Regions from separate parts of the Mus musculus genome. Here all the other regions are linked to region 1. Evidence: chromatin contacts called from public HiChIP or PLAC-seq and promoter capture Hi-C data. All regions are on one chromosome and are shown on one strand. The core of a region is the stretch at or near the end of the contact, and the rest is flanking DNA. Distances in the headings are between cores, read along the strand shown. Region 1 holds the start of Sgo2a (shugoshin 2A). Region 2 holds the start of Ndufb3 (NADH:ubiquinone oxidoreductase subunit B3). Region 3 holds the start of Tyw5 (tRNA-yW synthesizing protein 5). Region 4 has its middle 7.6 kb from the start of Gm22371. Region 5 has its middle 56 kb from the start of Gm22371.

Evidence for each region. Promoter capture Hi-C pulls out the DNA fragments that hold promoters and counts their contacts. HiChIP or PLAC-seq counts read pairs in DNA pulled down with a chosen protein or histone mark.
Region 2: a promoter capture Hi-C map of pre-B cells shows a contact between it and region 1, with 2.3 times the contacts expected there. The contact joins the promoter of Ndufb3 here to the promoter of Sgo2a in region 1. A contact is called at or near these places in 2 of 39 promoter capture datasets (erythroid cells and pre-B cells).
Region 3: a contact with region 1 is called in an H3K27ac HiChIP or PLAC-seq map of bone marrow-derived dendritic cells, with 14 times the contacts expected there. The contact joins the promoter of Tyw5 here to the promoter of Sgo2a in region 1. A contact is called at or near these places in 19 of 39 promoter capture datasets (the C10 cell line, the HPC-7 cell line, HPC-7-derived erythroid cells and 12 more), 1 of 15 datasets of contacts at CTCF or cohesin (the NIH/3T3 cell line), 11 of 484 Hi-C or Micro-C datasets (CD4 T cells, CD8 T cells, bone marrow-derived macrophages and 5 more), 50 of 115 datasets of contacts at active chromatin or transcription factors (the 230-238 cell line, the NIH/3T3 cell line, the SCID.adh cell line and 32 more) and 4 of 9 other capture datasets (adipose tissue, liver, macrophages and 1 more).
Region 4: a contact with region 1 is called in an H3K4me3 HiChIP or PLAC-seq map of stem cell-derived neural progenitor cells, with 12 times the contacts expected there. The contact joins the enhancer-like site here to the promoter of Sgo2a in region 1. A contact is called at or near these places in 20 of 39 promoter capture datasets (the 3T3-L1 cell line, 3T3-L1-derived adipocytes, the C10 cell line and 15 more), 2 of 15 datasets of contacts at CTCF or cohesin (the NIH/3T3 cell line and embryonic stem cells), 6 of 484 Hi-C or Micro-C datasets (bone marrow-derived macrophages, embryonic stem cells, forebrain and 3 more), 36 of 115 datasets of contacts at active chromatin or transcription factors (the NIH/3T3 cell line, the SCID.adh cell line, bone marrow-derived macrophages and 17 more) and 3 of 9 other capture datasets (adipose tissue, liver and macrophages).
Region 5: a contact with region 1 is called in an H3K4me3 HiChIP or PLAC-seq map of embryonic limb bud, with 3 times the contacts expected there. The contact joins the enhancer-like site here to the promoter of Sgo2a in region 1. A contact is called at or near these places in 6 of 39 promoter capture datasets (the C10 cell line, cranial neural crest, embryonic stem cells and 3 more), 11 of 115 datasets of contacts at active chromatin or transcription factors (bone marrow-derived macrophages, embryonic basal ganglia, embryonic forebrain and 3 more) and 1 of 9 other capture datasets (macrophages).

What each region holds. Positions count from the first base shown.
Region 1 is chr1:57,994,614-57,997,516 of GRCm38.p6, reverse strand. Sgo2a (shugoshin 2A) reads right to left here and starts at 1,543. Exons shown (of 9, transcript NM_199007.2): 1 at 1,205-1,543.
Region 2 is chr1:58,585,007-58,587,909 of GRCm38.p6, reverse strand. It overlaps Ndufb3 (NADH:ubiquinone oxidoreductase subunit B3), which reads right to left and starts at 1,513. Exons shown (of 3, transcript NM_025597.3): 1 at 1,240-1,513. Fam126b (family with sequence similarity 126, member B) reads left to right here and starts at 1,577. Exons shown (of 13, transcript NM_001310598.1): 1 at 1,577-1,698.
Region 3 is chr1:57,405,198-57,408,100 of GRCm38.p6, reverse strand. It overlaps Tyw5 (tRNA-yW synthesizing protein 5), which reads left to right and starts at 1,427. Exons shown (of 8, transcript NM_001037742.2): 1 at 1,427-1,717. The coding sequence starts at 1,640. It overlaps Maip1 (matrix AAA peptidase interacting protein 1), which reads right to left and starts at 1,835. Exons shown (of 5, transcript NM_001081181.3): 1 at 879-1,835. The coding sequence starts at 1,328.
Region 4 is chr1:57,428,510-57,431,412 of GRCm38.p6, reverse strand. No RefSeq gene overlaps it. Among named protein-coding and RNA genes, the nearest start is that of Gm22371, 7.6 kb to the right of the region's middle. Within about 2 kb of position 1,487, at least 93 of the 459 cell types and tissues checked have an H3K27ac peak or open chromatin away from gene starts, as enhancers often do. A contact at or near this core is called in adipose tissue, craniofacial prominence, embryonic forebrain and 9 more, where this site is marked.
Region 5 is chr1:57,476,561-57,479,463 of GRCm38.p6, reverse strand. No RefSeq gene overlaps it. Among named protein-coding and RNA genes, the nearest start is that of Gm22371, 56 kb to the right of the region's middle. Within about 2 kb of position 1,548, at least 24 of the 459 cell types and tissues checked have an H3K27ac peak or open chromatin away from gene starts, as enhancers often do. A contact at or near this core is called in embryonic limb bud and second pharyngeal arch cranial neural crest, where this site is marked.

The sequences.
Region 1 (2,903 bases), core at 294-2,793:
GGCAGAGAAAACAGATCAGAAAAAGCTTCACTGAGGTGCAGGTGGCGATGCTGGGCTATGTGCTCGAATGGGGTCAACGCCCCAAACCTATATTCCCGCCACAAGCCACTCTGCTCCTTGCTCTGAGTCCACAGAACAATCTCAGTGTTCCTTTTATGTCCATCACAAAAATCCCTAGATTCCACAAGATTCCTCATTATCTTTACCTTCCTCACCCTAACTGCCCTCCAACTCTTCCCAACCCGGAAGCGGTCCTATAGTAGGCTACAAAGTGACCTAGTCAGGTACCTGCAATTCTCAATCTATACATAGTCTGCAGATCTAGTATAAGGATCCAATGAAAAGATTCTTATTTATCTAGGCATCCCTAACGCCATCACAAACATCTTCACGGAGAAGAGCAGAGATTAGGGTAATGCTGACAGGCAGAAGTTTCTATTAAATGTGTTTTCTGCTGAACTCTTAGTGCCTGGCACATAGCAGCTCCTTGGATAAACATTTCTAATAGAAATATATATGAACACATGAAAGAACTTCTCAGTAGAAAAAAAATCTGCCCAATGTTGAAATGGTCATGTTTGAAAGCATTGAGCAGATGTGGAAAGCTGTTAAGCAAATGACCGAGAAGATGGTTGGGGGCGGGGGGCGAATTTCTGCAACGGGGAGGAAGTTCACTAGGAACGTTTCAACAGTAAAGTTCAACTGTTCTAAAGTTTCGCCCCCCCCCCCCACCAAAAACAAACAAACAAACCATAAAACCGCAGGGAAGCTGGTAGGCTAATTGCAGGTTTTCACCTCACAATCTGAGCAGGGAAACAAGGAGGCTAGCTGCAGATCTTCAACTTTCCCTCCAGTCCAATCCCCCGTCTCATCCACAGCCCTGTGGCAGACCTTCTACTGTGACCTCTTCTCATTCTTTGATCCCACTTCTGAGGGGGGCGGGAATAAACAGATCCTGATGACACACCCTGCTTTCCTCCCTCCTGTGGACCCCCATGCCACGCCCTAGCATATAGCACATCTCCATTTCTAAGTGTCAGCTCCCAATACCCAGATCCCGGCCAAGCTATTAGTTCTCTGTTCGAAACAAGCCTGGCAGAAGCCCTACCCTGGAGATGCGTGTAGGTGCATCCTTACCTACACGAAAGCAGCCGTTTCAGACCTGGTCACAAGGACCTAGATCCCTTTCCCTCCAGGTACTGACCTGAAAACTAGTGGCGACCCCTCGCCCAGCTGGGAGCTCAAAGTCAGAACAGAGGTTACCGCCCCGATCCGAAGGCGGCTCCGCGTCCCGGCTCCGCGTCCCGGCCCTGCAAGCCGACGCGCGGCGGCGAGGACTGAGGCGCCAGGAGTGGCTACCGAGAAGGGTTCCGGCTTCGCAGGCCTTGCTGGCCGCGCTGGCCTCGTCCACGCCTACCAGCGACCCCTTCAGCTGTGGGTGCCCACACTTGCCAGGGAAGCGCGACAATCCGCGAAGACCAGGATTCAGGTTTAAACTGCGCGGCAGTTAGCGTTTATGCTCCAGCCAATCAGATTCCGAGAAGGCGGCGCAAAGATGCGCTGCCACCCGGAAGTGGAAGACGGAAGGGGCGGGACGTACTGGAGAGGGTCGAGTGGGCGTGGCTGGGTGAGCCGGGCGGGCTGCAGCGAGCGTGAAAAGGTTCTCCTTGCCTCTCTGAGCTTCTGGTAGCCATTTCCACCAGCCCTGACAGAGAGGGCCATTCACCACGGATAAAGGGACACTCTGAGGGTTGGCAGGCACCTCTAGTCCTTCGCAGGGCTTTGTGTTGTTCACTGTGTGATTATTTGTCTGCATCCAGTTTCTGCATTCTTGCCTTCCAATTGTGATCCTTGCTTCTTTACACTTCACTTAAAAGCCTTTCTCAATTTTGCACTTGGAAGTGCTGCAATGATACTCCATTTTAGCAGAGTACACAGAGTGGCATTTTAAACTATTTCAACTATATTTTAAAATGTGTTAGTCTTATTTTTCAAGTCAGTTTGGTTCTTTTTACAAAAGGTTAATAATAATATATATATGTAGAATTTCGAGAAACGATATTTTAAAAAACTGCTCTGTTCCATCATATTAAAAATACAAATAGAAGCCAGGCAGTGATGGTGCATACCTTTAATACCAGCACTTGGGAACCTTTAATACCAGCACTTGGGAGGCAGAGGCAGGCAAATTTCTGAGTTCGAGGCCAGTCTTGTCTACAGAGTGAGTTCCAGGACAGCCAGGGCTACACAGAGAAACCCTGTCTTGAAAAACCTAAATAAATAAATAAATACTACAAATATGGCATTTAGAGGTCATGAGCATTTGTTGCAAAGGACCCAGGTTTAGTTATCAGCACTCACATGGTGGCTCACAGCCATCTGTAACTCCAATTCTGGGGAATCTTATGTCCTCTTCTGGCCTCTGCAGGCACCAGATATGCATATGGTGTACATACATACATGCATGCGTACATTCGGGCAAAATATACATATAAAATAATAAATCTTTTAAAAAGAACCTTGTCATCCCTAGGTGGGGCAGTCTCTGGATGGCCTTTCCTTCATTCTCTGCTCCACACTTTGCCTCTGTATTTCCTCCTGTGAGTAGCCTGTTTCCCCTGCTAAGAAGCACTGGAGCACTTTGGTCTTCCTTCTTCTTGAGCTTCATGTGGTCTGTGAATTGTATCTTGGGTATTCTGAGCTTCTGGGCTAATATCTACTTGTCAGTGAGTGTGTACCATGTGTGATCTTTTGTGACTGGGTTACCTCACTCAGGTTTTCTAGTTCCATCCATTTGTCTAAGAATTTCATGAAGTCATTGTTTTTAAATAGCTGAGTAGTGCTCTGTTGTAGAAATGTACCACATTTTCTGTTCCTCGGTTGAAAGACATCTGGGTTCTTTC
Region 2 (2,903 bases), core at 264-2,763, 590 kb before region 1:
CATTTCTACTGGATGTTATCTCTTAAGAGAAATTCCTGAATGTGCATGACATTGAATATGTTTATTAGATTTTTTTTTCCAAATAAAGCACACATTACTGTATCACTGGGGTATGAGCCACCCCTATCTTACAAGAATATTGTTTATTTACTTGAGACAGTCTCACAAAGCTCAGTCTCACCTCAAACTTGGTATGTAGCCAGGGAAACTTTGAACTCTTACTCCTTCTGTCTCTGTCTCCCAACTGCCAGGAGTACAAGCCTGTGCATCATGCTGGGCTCCTATTTTTAAGAGTATTTCTTTAAAGTCATGTGTGGTGTGTGTGTGTGTGTGGATGTTCATGCAGAGGTCAGAGGGCAACCTAATCCAACTGGTTCTCTCCTCTTCCACAGAATGAGCGAGTTCTACTGCACTGAGGGCTCAACAACAGGAAATTATTTCACCTTTAGAACTGTCCGTTTAAGAACAGAAAAAAAAAAGGATTCAACCATGAATGAACACATAATTATGGAAAATTTAAATGCTATCTGCCTATGTCAGAAGTGAACTCAAAAGTTTGGTGATGATCAACCTTCACTAACGATGGCTTGTTCTATCTAGCACTGGGGAAATGTTGACTTGCTTTCCCTAAGGAAGAAGAATGTTACATCCATTACATATAATTTTACAGTTTATCAGGGATTTTCAAGGGTGTATCTCAAATTTCCCTCATTTAAAAACTGAGATGACCATTAAAATATGGGAAAATACAAATGAACTGCTATTACTTTAGTATCCAATCCTTAATCCTAGGATTATGCAGTAGTCTTGATTTTGTGACTTGCTCTTTTTCACTTAAGCACTGTGTCGTAAACACTTATATTTGGGAAACCGTACTTAAAATACAAGCTTGTGAAGCAACCGTTGCAATTATTTCTTCTAGTTTTAAGTATTTTCGGGTCTGAGCTGTTCTTTACCCTATTCAAATACAACCCAAAAAGCCAGGAGGCGAGGAGTACATTGCATCTGGTAGCGGCGGTTTAAAACATCTCTGGGATTTAACAACCATCGTAATTCTCAAGACATCCTTCATCCGCCTCAACACAGCCCAGCAAGAACCTTGCAGCGGCGCTCCCTAGCTAGATCCCGGATCTTCTCCCGGTCTTATCGGATCCCTTCAGCCCTCTCCACTTCTGCATTCCCTGGATAAAGTTTAGATTATGCGTAATCCAGAAGTCTCCCACCAGCTCCCTAAATTACCTGACAGCAATCTGACCTCCCGGGACACTCAATATTCAACCTTACAGCCGGAGACAACCGGAAACGGACGTTGTTTCCTCTAGTTTCTTACGACAGGAAAATGGGGGAGATGGTAAACGTTCCGGTACTGGCGCAAGGCTCCCAGACAACGTAGAGATGACATGAAGGAGCCTGGAAGTAGAGATTATTTCCCACACTTTGCAGCTGGAGTCTGCTTGAGGTAGAAGATATTGAGGAGAAGGACGATAAAGCCGTGTTTGTCTTGCTCCAGGACGGAATCTTTAGGCGGAGCACCGAGAGGCGGGCCAAAGTCATAGCGCAGCCAATGAGAGCGGTTGTTATTAAGCGCGTGGGCCCACTCAATGAGAAGGCTGGTTGTTATGCTGCAGTTGGCAGGCTGCTGCGGGAGGCGGTGGCGGTGGCGGTGGCGGTAGGAAGCCTGAGGCTGCGGGGTGACAGGTAGGCGGCGGTGCTGTCTTGGGGGGGTTGCGGGGGGGGGGGCGCACGGTGCCGGGTGAAGAGGAATTTCTCCTCCGGCTTCGGACGCCGTAGTCGGGAGCTGACGAAGGTGAAGTGGGAAGGCAGCAGGACTGTTGGATCCGAAGCCCTGCAGACCTGGGAGCAAGCTCGGGAGGGTCGTGAGGAGAAGGCGTCTGCCGAGGCGGCTTGGGGATGAGTGTTGTGGGGCAACTTGGGGCCCTAGCAAGGGCGTTAGGGTGTCGGTGGCGCGGGCTGAGGCGGGAAGGAGGCGGGAGCAAGACACAGGTAGTGAGGGCTGAAGGGATGTCTTGCAAGAAGCCTCAGGTAAGAGAAGGACGTGGTATTGCAGACACCTGCGTGAAATCCTAGGTGTTCTTAGGGCCGTTTGCTGGGATGGGGAGAGGTGCGGAGAAGAAAGATATTTATTGGTGGTCAGCTCTAGAAATTGGTGGTTGTACATTATGTAACCCATGGCAGTTATTTTTCCAAGTAACTCGACTGACCCTGGTAGAAGAAGAGCTCTGCAACCCATTGATGTATCTGAGCACTTTGTTCTTGTTGGCTCCAGCGTTCTCTCTACCGAGGCAGGGTCTGTAGGAGGAGGACAGCGTGAAGGCAAGAGTAGTCACGAAGCGCTTATCCCAAATATGGACTTTGGTTGCGAGACAACACGATGTTAGCTTTAGAGGAATGTTGTCAGATTCGTGTTTTGTAGTACAGGAATTTGCTTTGCGGCTTTAACCTTCAGAAAAGTGGAGAGCCTTTTAAATCTATAGACGAAGATAAATGTAGATTAGAAAATGAACAGTAAATTGGTAGACAACTCGCCCCCAGTGTTAAGGACTGTGAAAATAAGTTGGGAATCTTAGCAGAGGAGTGTCAACTTTTAAGTGATTTCCCTTGTTAAGTCTAGGAAGCTAGTTGTGAGTTATGCCTTAGGCTTAAAAAAATAAGTTCGTTGAATGTCATGGACATAGATAAAATTTATGTACAAATTTAAAACTATTTTGTTTTGAAAAGTCTTTTAAATCCACGGTTTGAATGGTGAAATACAGTCCTAAACAAATCCCTGTCGGCGAATATTGTGGAAGGGCACTTTTATAACTCATTGGAAAAATATCTTTAAAAAGTAGCACTATAAATTATTAAAATGTAAGAGGCCTGAGATGCTGCCGTCAAGTTAG
Region 3 (2,903 bases), core at 178-2,677, 590 kb after region 1:
TGGGGAAAATCTGAATAAGTCAGAAGTAAAATTAAAAATACCAGCATATAGTCAATGTTGTTAAATTATTATCCTGATGGTCTATTCCAGTATGAACTGGAGAATAAACTATGACTTCTACCTTTGTATTAATCAACAGTTTTGAAATGCTAGGGACTGACAACCTAAGAAAATGAAAGGAGATTTAAAAAGTCTTCCTGGAAAGAAAAGCATGTACACACAAACTGTGTCAATGATCTTGAGATTCAAAGTGACCATTGTTAAGGCAACATCACTTGCTATTCAGAAAGGTCACGATGGGCAAAGTCAGAGCTAGGAATCACCAGTGTGCTAGACCTGGACACTAAGTAGACCAGCAGCCTCAGCAAACTCTTATCCTTGACAGAATATATAGGTAGAGAATGCAGAAGGCAATTCAGATCTGTCAAACAGCTGGTAGGAAACTGCCTTTGTACCTGAAATGATATGTTATTACTTTGGCAGTGTTATCTTATTCCTCACCATAACTTACTCCATTCGATTTACTTAACAAATACTTATGAAGTGCCTACTATGTGTGCCAGGCACTGTCTTCTCTAATCTTCTAATTCTGGAAAAATCATACCCAAAGGATTAACTAATTTTAGAGTGGCACTGACAAACAGGCTTTGAACTTAGGCCTTCATCCTAGTTTCTTGAATGAACCCCTCCTCCCTGACGACCATGCGAACACACTTAGAAGCTTATTAAAGTCCTGAAGTGGCCGAAAGATTCAGTGTCTAGGTCACTACCATCGTTGGATACCACGGGTCGCAATGAAGAAACTTCATGGCTAAACACTTGATCACGGAAACGCTGAATGCACGAGGCAGAGAGGTCAGTTAGGGGAGCAAACAAACCTGCTTCGCCCCTTCAGAGAACTCAGCGATACTGAACTCTTTGTCGAAATAGGCCCAAATAAGGAAGGCGTAAATTCGAGTCCGGACCCAGTTGATGGGATTGGAAAATCCCAGAATGATCATTCTGGTTCTCTGGCGTTGCTGGGGCTGCTCCTCGGTGCTGTAGCTGCGGCTGGGACTAGCGGGTAAAGAAGCGAGGGCTGGAGGATGTTCTACCCGGCCGAGAAGGGATCTTCGGGAGCTCCAGGAACGCAACGCAGGGCTTGTCCAGGCCCGAGTGTAGCGAGGGATCGGAGCCGCGCTTGAGCCCAGGCGACGGCGGCACAGGCAGCAAATTTCAGTCAGCGTCAGCCTCACCTCGGTGCTACCGAGAGTCCGGAGTCGGGTGACCGGGCCGGGCAGCGGCCGGGAAAGCAGGGGCAGAGGTAGGAGACGGGCGGCCAGCGCCATGTTTGTGACCTTTCACCTCTGCATGCCTGTGCAGTACTGAAAGCAGGCCGGAGGGAAACCAGCTCGCCGGGGTTGGAGAAGTGGAGCCAAGGCCGCCTCGCTGCCGCCGCCTCGGGTGAGTCCTCTCATTTCGGCTGTGTTAGCCCTCAGCCCAGGCCGAAGCCCTCGGGCTCCCCGCCGTGCGCACTTCGAACCAGCCGCCGCCCTCTGGGGTCAGTCACCTACGCGGACCATTTCTTCCGGAGTAGTGTTTCCAGGGGAAATCACGCGTGGAAGAACTCGTCCAAATTCCCAGGCCTGTGAATTTCACCATGGCTGAGCAGCGTCTTCCGGTACCCCGGCTGCGGGGCGTCTCCCGGGAGCAGTTCATGGAGCATCTTTATCCACAGGTGAGGAGGCCCGCCGCGGAAAGGCAGGGGAGACACCCCGGTACCTTCTGGCGGCCCATCTGCTCTCCTGCAACCCAGAGATTGTTCGGGGGAAGAGAAGGCGCTCTGCTGTCAAGGGAGTGAGCGGAAGGGACCTGTAGCCCTGCTCGGGAATTCAAAGCCCCGGAGAGAAACGGCCCCACATTTTTGGGGAGCAGGATGACCGGAGAAAGCTGGGTGGCACGAAGCTCACTGAGAGGTCGCGCGTGTGGCTTTCTGACCTCACGTGCTCCCTTTCTATGGAGTTTTTCCTAAAGTCTAGTTCAGGATCCCTCGCCCTTCTCTTGCTTGGTCCTAACAGCCCCTGGAGTATTTCGAGATATTAGATTTTTGAAACTCGATATTTCAGTCTAATGAAGGATTGCAACAGGGAAACCAATGGAAATCGTCTCGTAGGTTTCCTCTGGTACAAGTCATTCCTTGATTTAAGCCAGAATCATAATTAAGGATTAAGCCCTTTAGTTTTGTTTTGTTGTTTTGTTTTTTCCGAGACAGGGTTTCACTGTATAGCTCTTGCTGTCCTGGAACTCACTCTGTAGACAAGGCTGGCCTCGAACTCATAAATCCGCCTGCCTCAGCCTCCGAAGTGCTGAGACTAAAGGCGTGCGCCACCACCGCCCGGCTCCCTTTAGTTTTTAAAGAAAGAAGTAGCAGAAAGCAGTTAGATTTAAGAAAAGAAAATAAGTTTGCTCTCAGGACTTTTCAAGAAAGTCCAAGTATCAGAATAACAGAGTAAGGATTCTGGCGATTATTCTAAGGGAAAAAGTCTCTGAAGTATATTAGTGGTAGTAAGATAGGATCTGTAGCTACAGCTACGCTATGCTGCTGGAGCAGCCTGAAGTGTTCCTTTGAGAAGACAGGATTACTGATGACCCTAGAAGAATTTCTAATTGAGTCAATATAAGGCAGAGTTTAAGTTTACTAAGAAGTTGTAGTTCATGTTTCAAGAGAGATGCTTTGGGCTAATACTATAGTTTGATCAGGTAAAACCATGGTTCACTAACATTGCACAAGGAGGTTAAGATGTGTCTTTTTTTACAGGTCAGTGGTGGCACATGCTTTTAATCCCAACATTCAGGAGGCAGAGGCAGGCAGATCTCTGAGTTCCAGGCCAACCTGATCTACAGAGCAAGTCCCAGGACAGCCA
Region 4 (2,903 bases), core at 238-2,737, 570 kb after region 1:
GCTTTCCTGTTAGTTTCCCCAGTGTGTTGTAACAAAGAACTATAAATTAGTGTCTCAAAACAGCTAGATCATTTTCCTTCATCTTTCCGGAATCTATGGTTCCAAAAATCAATATATGATCAATCTATGTTCCCCCTGAAACTTCACTTCCAGCTTCCAGCTTCTGATGGTCCCAGACCTCCTCAGCTCACAACTGTGATGGCCACTGACTGCGCCCATTTTCATCCTCTCTCCACGTCCTCTTCTCATCTCAAAAGAACCAGACAATGGAATCAGGACTCACCCTAATCCAGAATGTTCTCCTGGATACATGTGTAAAGTTCTGGAAAAGATCGGAGTCTCAGTTTCCCTATGGATACAGATTTGGTGAGCACTACCGATACTCAATGGCTGGTCGAAAGGACACATGACGGGGACAGCGTCAGCCTTCAAGAAATAAGAGAGCATCTTCCTGTTTTTGTTATTTTTGCCACTGCAGATGCTGTTGGTGTCTTTTTAGGGAGTACGGGATGTAGCAGTGGTTCAAATGAAAATGTCCTCTGTAATAATTGCAGGTATGAATACTCAGTCCCCGGTTGGTGAAAGTGTTTGGAGAGGTGTGGTTTTGCTTCAGGAAGTATGTCACTGGGGGTGGACTTTGAAAGTAAGAGCCTCCTGCAGTTTCTGGTTTCTCTCCCTTTGTGCTTATGGCTGCAGTTTGGTCTTCAAACTCTGGCTGTGCCTGCTGCTTGTTACCATGGCTCTACTTTTTTTTTGGTTTTTTCGAGACAGGGTTTCTCTGTGTAGCCCTGGCTATCCTGGAACTCACTTTGTAGACGTAGACCAGGCTGGCCTCGAACTCAGAAATCTGCCTGCCTCTACCTCCCAAGTGCTGGGATTAAAGGTGTGCGTCATGACGCCCGACTCAACAGGAACTCTTATCTCTCTGGAACTGTAAGCCAAAACAAGTTCTTTCCCTTAAGTTGCCTGGACTATGGTACTTTAGCACAGCAGAAAAAAACAGGTTTACTTAGGGGTGGAAAAAGCAAGGCTGGGGAGCAGTGGGGATAGAGGCAGTTGGAAGATCCAGCTGGGAAGATGGTTCAGCGACCAAGAATGAGAAAGTGTTAGGTAACATTCCTCCAGTGGACTTGTTTGGTTCCTGTAGTCTCCATGACAACACTCAGGGATAAAGTATCAGGAAAATGGACAATGTACCTAGCCCCAGGCTGGGTCTGCCCAATTAGTGTGGCTTCCCTTACTTGGGAGAAAGGAAACAAGAAGATGGGAGGGGGGTGTTTAAGAACACTTTTCCCCCTCCTATTAAACATATTTCAGAATATTTCTTAAGGGAGGAAGAAGAGGAGACTAGATTCTAGAAGTGACGCTTCGAGGGAACGCAGGGCTTCTTGCCGAAAAGGAAGTAATTGTCGACGGGGATCCCTGAGCCCTGGCAATAAATCAAGCGGAACAAAGATGTGAAAGCAGCTGGAAGAGCGGGTGCCTCTTCCTTCCCTAGGCAGGGATGGCAGGCATCCTAGACACTGAAGCTTTTGTTAGTAATGTGATCTGAATACGCCAAAATCTCACCCTGAGGTTAAAGTGTACTCTGCCAGGCGTCGCTGCAAACAGTTTCATACAGATATGGCACACATCTTTGGAAAAGATGGAAGGATAAGAGTAAAGTCACAGCTACTGAGTACAAAAAAGAAAAAAAAAATCTTTTGATCCTCTTTTTTCTAGAGACTGTTCTGGTAGCCTTGTCACTGGATGCTCTTGGTACTGGTTTTAAATTATGGACCTATTGACAGAGTGGTGAAGTCTGTAGATTTCTCATCATTAAAAAAAATGCTTTAAAGTAAATACACTTAAAACTAAATAAAACCGTCTATAACAACTCAAAGCAAGCCAGTGGTATCAAAAGGTAGGTATTAAAATGTCAAAACAAAACCAACAGATATGTGATATGGTTCTATGTGTACTTCTATATTAATGTGCTAAATAACAAGAGCTAGCAGCAGGTTCCACAGTTACTGCAGTTTTAAAGCAATGAAGAGTGTGAGCAGTGTTTCTAGCTGTCCCGAGTGGGAGCTGCAAATTATCTTTGACTTGCGTTCACAATTGAATCAAAACTCTCCATTTCAGCTGGAGATGGATAAAAACCAACACGGGGTTTGCCCCCATTCCAGTTCTCGGAATTCTATCTGCCAAGATTTGTGCCCCGTCCCAATTTAAAGGCTACACCATGTAAACCTCACAGGCACCCAGTTTTTGGTGGGGTTCTGCCAGACAGAGGAGTACCGACCATTATGTTAGCAAAGGCTGCCGCCTGCTGGCCAAAACATTCAGACTGTTCACTTAATTGGCTGTGTTAGAAAACAATGGGGCAAGCTATTAATTCACTGACTCGCATCTAGAAATGGAGCAGGAGGCTACTTGTCAACCCAGCCCCATGGCATCCAATCAGTGCAGATTTAAAAGCCCCCTTTGGCTTAGCTGGCAAGTGCTGATGGCTGGTACTGTTGGTCATTAGCAATGTGGGACAAGACGCCAGCATGGCAGGCTGTTTCTAGGGAGATTGCTCTGCTCAATTCTGATCTGTGAAAGTACAGATCGCTTAAAGGTTAGATTTCCCAGTGGGCTTGTCTGACCAAGGTGTTCAGGATCTACTTTCAGTGCTAAGGGCATGGGGCTATATGGAGAGGAAGGAAAAGGAATTCAGAGCGACCCGTGTGCCAGAAACCAGCTAAGTACTTTCACGTATGCGGCTGCATTTAATTTCTAAGAGAATCCTGTTACTGTTATGATGAGGACTGAAAACAGTCACTAAGGCTTAGAAAGGAAAGTTGGCACCATCACTCGGAACGCATGCACCGCTTGGGAGCTCGCTTGCTTCCCAGTCTCTGCTCTAGTGGGTAGGTAGG
Region 5 (2,903 bases), core at 299-2,798, 520 kb after region 1:
ACAGGGTGAAAAAAAAAAATCTAAATCCATCAATCCCAAAAATGTGCATTTTGGAAGATAGGGAGCCAGGCCAATTTAACAATATGCTAAACAGGTTAAACATTTCATCTTAGAATTCAATTCCTCAAGAGTGAAACATGAACCTTCCACTACTCCAGAGAAGACAGGAAGTGCTCTGGATCCATTATGAGAGCCCTGAGTTGAGCCTGGGGCAGACAGAGATCCACACGACCCAGATCTGCCACTTTGTCCTGCTAACTTTCCAGGACACTGGCTGGCCTCTCCATAATGACCTGGTACACAGTAAGTAATAGGAACAATTACAGCAATAACAACTGACATGTACTGAGTGCCCACTCCAGGCTAAGCACTCCAGGGGGTTCTGTCATTGGCACTTCATGATAGTCCTGTAAGGTAGGTGTTACTCTCTGTTTTGTAGATAAGGCAGGGAGGCTGAGACAGGGGAAATAACTTGCTTGAGATTTCACAGCTTTTAAGTGATGGATCCAGGATATAAGCCAGCATGCTTAATTATAGATTCCATGTTCTAAGCCATATGCTCAGCCTTTCGCTCCACTTTCCCACCAGAGGTATCTTTTTGGATAAAACTCTCTCTCAAAATATATGATATATATATGTATATATATATATATATATTTCTCCTTTGGAAAGTATTGTATAAAATGACCTTACAATATCTAGAGCGATTGATTATTAAGCACAAGATTGTCGTGTTTTATCCCACTCATTTGATTGTGTTTTCTGCCATGAGTATTTGTACTCCTTGTTTGTACATATGTTTCCCCGGGTTGTTAAAATGAAGTACTTTCAATGCCCTGACTCCTGGCTCTTGGTGGATTTAATAGTCACACAAGTGAGGCGCTGAACAGCCTTAGATTCCATCCCAACCACACTTCTTCAAAGGATGGGTCTTTTCATAAAGAAAATGGGGGTGTAAACAGATCCATGACAACTAAATATGTTAAGCGATTTGAAGACCATTTATTGAAGGTATATGATCTGGACACTGCTGTGCTAGATTTGTGGACAGTAAAAAGAAGCATGGTCACATTAAATAATACTTGCCACACCTGAGACGACCCACAGTTCAAAGAACAAATGTGCAATCCAGATGTTATGGGAAACTTCACATTCCTTTCCCTTCTAAAGTTCCCTGAAAGATTCCAGAGATTTCTACTTCAATATCACTTTTGAACCATAGATTCTGCCACCCCTGGAGTTTCATTTTCATTTTTTCTTTCTTCCTCATAATTGTTGACTTTACTCTGTTTCATACTAGCTGACAAGATGAACACGGAAAACTGCACTCAGACTTTGGGGAGAACTTTCACAGCAAGGAAAAGATAAGAGTTTTAAAAAGTGTGTGTGTGTGTTTATTTTTAAATTCTTATAGCAATTCTGGCCATTCAGGTCCTAGCATTCTACCATGTCTTGTTTTACTTTTCTGCTTTCATTGCTAACCAGTAATTTGTACCATGTGATCATGCAAAGCAATTCAGCTCTCCTCAGTGTGGCTCCTGGCTCTGCTGGATGCATGCAAATGCTCTCCAGCTGTTAGACTCTGGGCCATCTACTCTCATATCGATCTCCAGCACTGAACCAATATAAATACTTTTCCAGAAATATCAATCTTGCCACTCATCACTGGAGACTTACAAAGGGCAGGAACTGCTATGACTAGCTTGCATTTCAACAACATTTTTCCTTCTGTTATAACCAGTCTGGAAGGCTTGTGTGGAAGTATAGATTATGGGCTCAGATGGTAAGAAAGACTTGCAGGAAAGACCGAGATTTAAATCATGGAGGTGACTGTAATATAAGTGTAGCATGTAAATCGAAATGTTCAGATTAGGAGTCGCGAACCAAATGAAAATGTTTCTATTTTATAAGTCTCCCAAAATGTCATGTGCAATTTCTAAATAAGAGAAAAAAATCCATTGCAGTATAGAAACCCAAACAAGTGCCGTCACTCCAAACCTTGCCCACCAAATTGTCCAGCCACATAAGCTTACATGGCTGAAACAGAGCAAGAGAGGACTGTGCACTCTCTCTCTGGCTTTTCTCTCCTTCTTGATGTTTCTCTAAAAATTACAGAGGGTGCTGGAAAGATGGATTGGAGCCTCCTTATCTTGCAGAAAACCCAAATTGAGTTCCTAGCACCCATGTTTAGTGACACACATTGGTCTGTAACTTTATCCCCCAGCACACACAGACACCGACACACACACACACATGCCACAGACCCTCTGGGTCCCTGTGTCTGTGTGGAACGGGTCTCTAGTCACGGGTGGGCAAAGCGTGGATGAATGAGTGACAAACAGACACACACAGGAGAGATCGTGTGGAATCTGAGTGTAATTTTCAAATCGAGCATCAGACTTTTATGCAGAGGACAATAAGGAAGTTGGGTGACATATTCACAAGGTACAATTGAGGTAACCGGAATCTTACATAAAACAGAGGAATGCAAACACAAGAGGTCTAACGGGAACCACCTGGGATAGAATTCATTGATAACAGCTGGGATCAACAAGGGCTCCACCTAAGATTCACTAATCTTAGAAGCCAGAGTCAAGGGCTTCGCGCCCTTGCCTTAGTTCCTATTTTAGTCTCTTGTATAGTCCACCTTCCCCTTAGGCCATTGTAAATACGTGTGTATGGGTGTAACTCTGCTACAGTTCTAAGTATCTATTCTGGTTTCTCCCTTGGTCTGAAACTTCCTTCTTCCTTAGTGATGGTAAATTCCTGTGTAAGGGAGTGACTTACCTTTTACAATCTTACTGAATTCCAAGCCCATGATCTTGCTCAAGGACATTTCTAGGACTGTTGGAACACTGGCAGAAGGCTTTAGCCATGTCAGAATTCAATTTTAAAAAGCACTT